2 separate regions of the Anas platyrhynchos genome follow, and region 1 is linked to region 2. A link is a contact called in public Hi-C data. All regions are on one chromosome and are shown on one strand. Each heading gives the region's core, a stretch centred on a gene start, on an enhancer-like site or on the middle of the called end of the contact. The rest is flanking DNA. Distances are from core to core; before and after follow the strand shown. Region 1 has its middle 65 kb from the start of GATA6. Region 2 has its middle 33 kb from the start of GATA6.

What was found. A called contact is a pair of places that touch in the nucleus more often than the background predicts.
Region 1: a Hi-C map of skeletal muscle shows a contact between it and region 2, with 1.7 times the contacts expected there. The contact joins two enhancer-like sites. A contact is called at or near these places in 2 of 8 Hi-C or Micro-C datasets (F5 follicle and skeletal muscle).

What each region holds. Positions count from the first base shown.
Region 1 is chr2:54,676,392-54,680,082 of IASCAAS_PekinDuck_T2T, forward strand. No RefSeq gene overlaps it. Among named protein-coding and RNA genes, the nearest start is that of GATA6, 65 kb to the left of the region's middle. Within about 2 kb of position 1,745, at least 5 of the 8 cell types and tissues checked have an H3K27ac peak or open chromatin away from gene starts, as enhancers often do. A contact at or near this core is called in F5 follicle, where this site is marked.
Region 2 is chr2:54,643,677-54,647,297 of IASCAAS_PekinDuck_T2T, forward strand. No RefSeq gene overlaps it. Among named protein-coding and RNA genes, the nearest start is that of GATA6, 33 kb to the left of the region's middle. Within about 2 kb of position 1,450, at least 3 of the 8 cell types and tissues checked have an H3K27ac peak or open chromatin away from gene starts, as enhancers often do. A contact at or near this core is called in F5 follicle, where this site is marked.

The DNA.
Region 1 (3,691 bases), core at 495-2,994, 33 kb after region 2:
AATCTGCCACATTCCATTCAAAAGACAATGGAATAGGAAATGAAACATAAGAATATGCCTACCATTAAGCAAAAAAGTCGCCCTGTCAAAGGGCTGTAAATAGTAAAACCAGAGAGTATTCACTGTAGCAGTGAAGCCTGGGTCTAAGCAGATTCTCTGCAAGGGGTATAAATTGCCTCTGCCTTTGCTAATTGGTGCACAGCAGAGCCCAGGCATCAGTTCTCCATCGTTAAGTTTTTCTAAATTCTCCCAAACAATTTTAATGCGAGTACAATACAACCTTGAGAGCAGTCCTGGAAGATATCCGAATGTCCAGTTCTCAAAACAAGATTTCAACATGCGTCACGTCCCTCCTTGGACTATTTTGGCCAAGGGTGACAGGATCAACCAGAATTCCAGGTTACAGTTCATTAGTCCATGACAGCTAGATTATCTCTGTCTGCAAGTAGGGCAGCTCTGACCATACACACCAGGATCTTTTAAACAATTCCTAGGATACTTATCTTGATGCAATTTTTGTGCCTCTGAGCAAAAAATAGAAGCAATTAGACCTGAACTGAAGGTGTAATCAGCTAGGAAAACAGCTGAAGATTTATAATAAATTCTACCGCAAATGCAAAATTTCCAGTGTGAAAGAGAAGATCCTTTCAAGTCAGGATCTTCAGAAATCACCTTCAGATGGAGCTGGGCTGTTTCATATGATTTGGCTCGGTTTTGTGCTGGGCTGAGGAATCAGAAAAAATGTGCTTTAAAATCATCCCAAGTTAGTGAAACAAATTACCAACAGCACAGGCGATTAGTCACTGGAACGCTTTACTCTGGGAAATGGTGAATACTCCAATGCTTGATGCCATCAGATCAAGACTGGACATCTTTCAGGAAGGTCTTGTGTCAGGCAGGAGAAGTTATTGAGCTCGTCTTGTGATTATTTTTACATCAGAAGTGGGAATGGCTGACGAGGAACCTGAAAACATGACAAAAATCTGTGAAAGCAGGTTAGTGGGGTTCCTTATTTGATCTCCCAGTGTAGCAGTCAAAAAGAGTCTGTGCTCAGAAATGAATTGAGTGTTGTCTGAAGAGAGGCTGAGTCAGTACAGCTATCAGCTCCCTCTCAGCGCTGCATCGGCTCTGCAGTGCTGACAGCAGTAAAAACTTGTTTATTGATTGTCAATGAAGTATGACTTGAATATGCACAGTCTTCAAACAGAAGAGGAAAAAGATGATTTTACATCATCATCGGTCTGGCTATCACTGCACATAGCTGCACTGGGCTGATCCAGTTACATTTTCTGTTGTTAAAGTTTGCGGGTTTTTTTGTTTTGTTTTGTTGTTTTCAGGAAAATTACTCCCATATTAGAAGAATTAACTAGTATCCTGGAAAAGAAAATGTTGACTCAGATAAGGAAAATGACTGCTGGAAGCACAACAGAAAGTGAATTCTGCCTTTCATTTAACTCTTTAATTTCTATGTACCCATGGGAATTTTGCAAAAGATGGGAAGCAAAGACATGCACAAAATGTAGAAACTGAAAAAAATATGAAAAGAGAAAACAGAAACAGTGTGTGTCATTGAAAAATACCTTGATTTTTTGGAAGAAACAAATATTTTACTTCCCCTTCTCCGCAGGCATTATTCTGTAAAAACAATACAAAACATTTCAGCCTGTTCTAGTGATGACTTTGTAGGACTGACCCCCATGCAGAAAGCCAAAGCAATGTCTGTGACTCAGATAAGACACAACAAGCCCTATTTTGAAGACATCCTTTTGCAAAGGCTTGAATTCCACTCTTTAAATACATGGAGGCAGCCCTGTCTAAGATGACGCAGACACGATAGTGCCATCTAAGCAGCAATGCTGTGGCTGAAGATGTTTTCAGCCCCAGCTCCTATTCTGGGGTACTTATCATAGGTTTGCTTTGGGACCCACTGTGCTGGGTGTAGTGCAAACCATACCAATGAAGCAAAGTTTGCTTGCAGTTTTTAATGACCCTCATGCTTACAAGGAGAAAAGTTTGGAAAGTATGGAAAAATGACATTGGGTTTCTGTGCTCTTTTCTGTAAGAGCAGGGCAGTCAGTATTCAATGACAGAATAAAAAGCCACAGAGTCAGAAAATAGGTTACACATGGATTTTGGTTTGGCTGCTGCAAATCCAAAAACGTATTTTAGAAATTTCAGAATTCTCTCACACTCAGAGATTCATGCTGATAAATGGGCTTGGCACACAGCAAGTAATGCGATTTAGGGTCACACCTCTGCTACCAGACCTCCAAGCATGTCAGCGATCAAACACGGACCCATTCATTTCTCTATTTCCATGTGCATCCATTTAAACCAGAACATGCTTTACACCCCTGTGAGGGTATGGTAGCTCTTCCACCAACTTTGTGCTTTCTTTGCAATGACAGAAATGGCTCAGCAAAGTGCAGAATGACAAATAATTGGATCCCCATAGGATAAGTCCAGGTTACATGTGCAAGACAGAACCCAGGGCTCTGCCCCACTGAAAGAAGGGGCCAAAAGCACAGGAGTTGGACGGGTAGCCTGACTTCAGGGAGAGGAACTCAAGATTTGCACCAAAAATACTCAGAGCAATACACAGCTATTGAAGCAGGCCGAATTCCCAGGGATGCTTGGCATGTATACCCACTCCATATGAGATTTTATGTTGGTGGTGGTTCTTAGAAGGTCTCAGTCTAGCCTTGTTTCTCAGTTTTACAGCACATTGTGAAAGCCCACAGGATTACCCCATGCTATTCAAATTGCATATTTTCTCCATCATGGCAGAAAATTCTGCCATCATCTCTGTCCAGAAGAGCATTACCAGTTAGGTGGCTGCCTGAAGATGGTGACAGGGTTTGTCTGATCTTCCATTCTTGCCTCAGGTGATTCTGCATGCTCAAAGGGAGAGCTGTGGATGACCTACACTTTCAGAGACCATGTTCATGCATGGTTTTTTTTGTTTGTTGGTTTTTTGTTTTGAGACGTTGTACGCCTGCCTGGAGTCTGAAAACTTAAAATGTAGGGCTGCCCAAATTTCCATAATTTCATAGATGGAAAACACATTTCAGATCTCAAGTGGAAGCTAATACAATAATGAAGCTCTCAGGACCAAGTTAACACACAGCTTGTACACATACTGTTATGGCAGCATTCTTTACAAAGCGTTTACAACTGCAACTATATTTTAAAGTAAGATGGGAATTGTATAACTGGCTCAGTCTCTCATCCCCATCATTGAAAATGTGTGTGCAAATCCCAACACACTCAAAGGATGTTGCATGAGAATTACAAAAATGGTTTAAAGAGTTGTAGAGAGCAAGGCCAGGGTGCTGCTTGCTGTTAGCACTCTCGTAAATTCATTTTTCTCTTTTCATTTTTTTTTCAGTATTTCTCCTCCCACACCTTTGCCCTCTCTGCCTTTCTGAACTTTCACAGATATTTAAACATTGGCTTTGGTACTGAAACTGGGCCCTGATCTTATGTGAAAAACAAGGAAAACCTTCTGAAGGAATAACCTAAGTGTAACACCAGATAAATTAAAAGTACTCTCTGCTGTCATTCAGCAAAGCCATGTGCAGACAGAGAACTTTCACAGCTATTAAAAAAAAATGTGCTATTCGGTGCAAACTTGCCATCTGGCTCCTAGTGCTGGATTCCACTACAGTGTGCTTCTTGAGATTACACTCAT
Region 2 (3,621 bases), core at 200-2,699:
TGAGTTTTTTGTGACCCTGAGCCAAGCCCTGCCTTAAAACTGGGGATATTTTTTCATGAGGGCACGTGATCCTCTGCTTATGCAGTGTCAGCACAAAGCAGAGATAGGCCCCAACACGTGACTCTTTAGTGACTGGTTTGAATGGAAATGTGTGATTTCTGAACAGATTTATTGTGCAAGCAAAAATGTATTTGCTAAAGATTACAGCAGCCTGTTTGCTCTGAATGCTGAGCCTGGGGAATAAAGACTGCCCTGTGTGACTTTTCATAACACAGTGAAATAAGGTTTGTGGTGTCAAATACCTGTTTTAGCTTTGTTATCCCTGTCCCATGGTCAGCAGTGCCCCATCTGTGTGGGGCCAGTGGAAGCACGGCAGGGCCAGGACATACCTTATGGACTTGGACAATGGGCCTGCATACCACTCATACCACTGTAGACACGTAACCTACGTGCCCATTGCTCCCTGACCTTCCCAAAATGCTTCTCTGTGTCTAGGGGGTCACTGAGATGCTCCTTGGCCCACCAGAGCCCCTGGAGGCCTTCTGTGTGCTGTCCTCAAGCTCTTTTGTGCCACCTCCTTCCCACAGTAGCAGGGACTCAGGAGTCTCCACTGATGTCTGGCTTCTGATTAGAGAAAAAAAGAGAAGAACCAGGACTTGGCCTTAGACCTCCAATTAGTCATTGCCACTTCAGATACCCAATGTTGCTACAATTTATGTCAGATGTGCCTTGTGTTGTATAGTTTTATAGCTGGAAGATTTTGGCAGGAGGTAGGACTAGGGTTCTTCTACAGTGAGCATTTTCCCTAAAATGCAGCAGCTAAGGAGTTTGGTCCCATTCCCTCTAGAGATGTTTGCAAGGCTAGTTTATGAGTGTTTTCACCAAGAATACTTGTAGCACACATAGTCTAGTGGGCAACAAACAATCTTGGGCTGGGCACAAACGTTCTGGGAGCATGAACCACATGGAAAGGTAGACAGAGATGTCTCAGGCTATTTGACAAAGGCAAGTTAATGCAAAGCAACATTTGGGGAAATTCCGTAAGTCAAAATCCACCCTGTTCCTTTTGCCTGGTTTTCATTTTTTAAAGCACTCAAGTGGCTGTTCTGCAATGCATAGACCTCAGTTTGGTTTGGAGCTGCAGCTCAGATGTACTTGTAGATGAAAATTAAAAAAAAACATAATCTTATAAGTGTGCTCAAGGTCAGCTGATAAAAATAATTATTTTGCTTGTGTGTTGAATGCAGTTACAGGTCCCATCACTCAATTTCCCTGGCAGAAACACTCCTGAGACTTTCTTGTGCTGATACTCCACTGCACTGTTTGGAAAGAGAAACTCAGCCAACTACAAAGTTATCTTGGAGTTGTCCTTGTACAAGGGAGAATGGGGCTTGATTTGGTCTGGCAGGCTGCTAACATTTGCTGCTATGGCATTTTTTGCCAGCCTTCATGGCGCCAGCGAATGGAAGAATGCTGCAGCCCATGGATTTCAGGGGGTTTGTTTAGCATAAGCGCGCTTGTAGGAGGAGTAGTTTCCTGAAAGGAACAACCAGAGCGGCTGACCTTGCACTGATCCTGCTGACAGTTCCTGCTTGAAATAAGGTTGCCCTGGTCTGGTACAACATCACTCACCTTCAGCAAGGGAGTTTCCAACTGCTAGGAGACGCATGAGAGCTATATAAGGACTAACACATCCACAGAAATCCCTCTGCATGGGATCTGAGCATGTGCAGGATCTGAAGGAACTCTAGACTGAAGGTTGCAGTGGGTTTGTGAAAGATGTCTCCCAGCTCTGCACATCTTCCAACATCAAATTTTGAATCTAGTTCTGGATCCCAGGTAAAGGCAAAGGCAAAAAAAGGGTTAATATCCTGAAATAGAAATCAAAATAATGTCCAAATTATTTGTTCTACGAGGATTGCATCTCCATAGCTGTTACTTAAAAGTTTAAAAATTGAAAAACCTTCTTGTTGCAAACTGATGTAAGGGACTTGGCAAATTCAGGCTCAAGGCAGGGGACTGAATGTTTTGCCCCTTTGCCCTCCTCATGCTTCTTGCCTTGGAAACCTACCTACAGTTCTGCCTGTTAATGAACATCTGCTTTTGATTGTCACAAACCCATATATTTCAGCAAAATAAACATACCTGATGTCCACTTGGGAAACAGTCTATTGTTTCTGCTGTGCCAGGTTCAAGCATTGCTTTTAAATCAGAAATGGACTTTTTTTACTTTTTTTTTTTTTTTTTCTTTTTTTTCACCTGCCTACTGGTTACATTTAAGTGCTAAATGACCCCAGTGAGAATTGTGTTTCTGTGTTTGGTCTAGCTGCAGGACATGGGCTGAAATGTTGCCTTTTCCTTGGTGTCTGAGGTGTCCTGTGTTGAAGGACTATTTCTTTCATATACAGACTATTGTTATAAGTGTATAAACATATCATTTCCCATCTCTAGGCAATTTTGTGCTAGTCCGGATGGACACTGGACTAAATGCAGATTAAATTAGGTTAAAAAGCATGACTGCACCCAGTCCTGCTCATCTCACCCAGTGATACTAAGCTACTGTCTTTACTGGAGCCTTGTGAGTTGGTACCTCTGTTGCTGTCCTTCTGTCGATGACACAAGACTTGTACAGCCTTCATTGTGACCACGCACACATATTTTCTTCTTATTTGATTGCACAATAATCAAATAAGAAGAAAATATGTTTGCACAGTCACGATGAAGGCTGTACAAGGCAGGAGCCCCCGGTTTCCCAGAGCAGATAGACCTTCATATGTCATGACATGGTGTTTGCTGTTTGATAACCTACTGATCTTGTCATATAGTATGAAAATCACAGTTTCTACACATGGGAGAAATCAACACCTGTTGATTTCATGATGACTATTAGACTATACTAGCATAACCATTTCTTGCCTTACAACACTGCTGAGAGCAGCTGAGATTCCTCACCTTCACCTCTTCAGTCTCAGTTCCAGCTAGTTTCAGTCTCCATAACTACTTGTTGTGAAATAATAGGGGTGGGAGGGACCTTCTGCTCAAGAGAGTAAAAGGTTCAAGATTTAATACCTTTTTTTTTTTTTTCTTTGTTATATCCTATCTACATGGTGAAAAGTTTGCAGCAGTCTAATTGTCTGTAGGGGAAAAATCAGTGTGAACGTACTGGTTCAGACCAAGGAGCTTTCTAGCCCAATACTCCGTCTCTAAAACGGGCTACAAAAAGATGCCTTGGGGAGCGTGAGAACAGGGCAAGTATGTGTAATATTTTCCTTTAAGTCCCTCCCACTCTCTGACCATTTTCAGCTCAGAACCGTTTGGACTTTCCTAAGCCTCTGCAGTTTGTTTATGTAGCAGCTTGAGATGGATTTCTCATCCAGGGCTTGTCCTGTCTCCCCCTTATCCCATGTAAATTGTGTGCGCGGTGCCTTTTGACAAGTGACTCCGCAGACCTAGCACCTGCCACAAGAAGAACCACCTCCTTCAGGCTGTTGTGAACCCAGTGTCTATTAGCTTCATTTGATGGTCCCTCAGTCATCTTTTGGAAGACACCGTGGACGTGCTGATCCCTGTCTGCAATCTCCAAGCCACTGCTGATAAACTACTGTCCTATCCCCGCCAAAG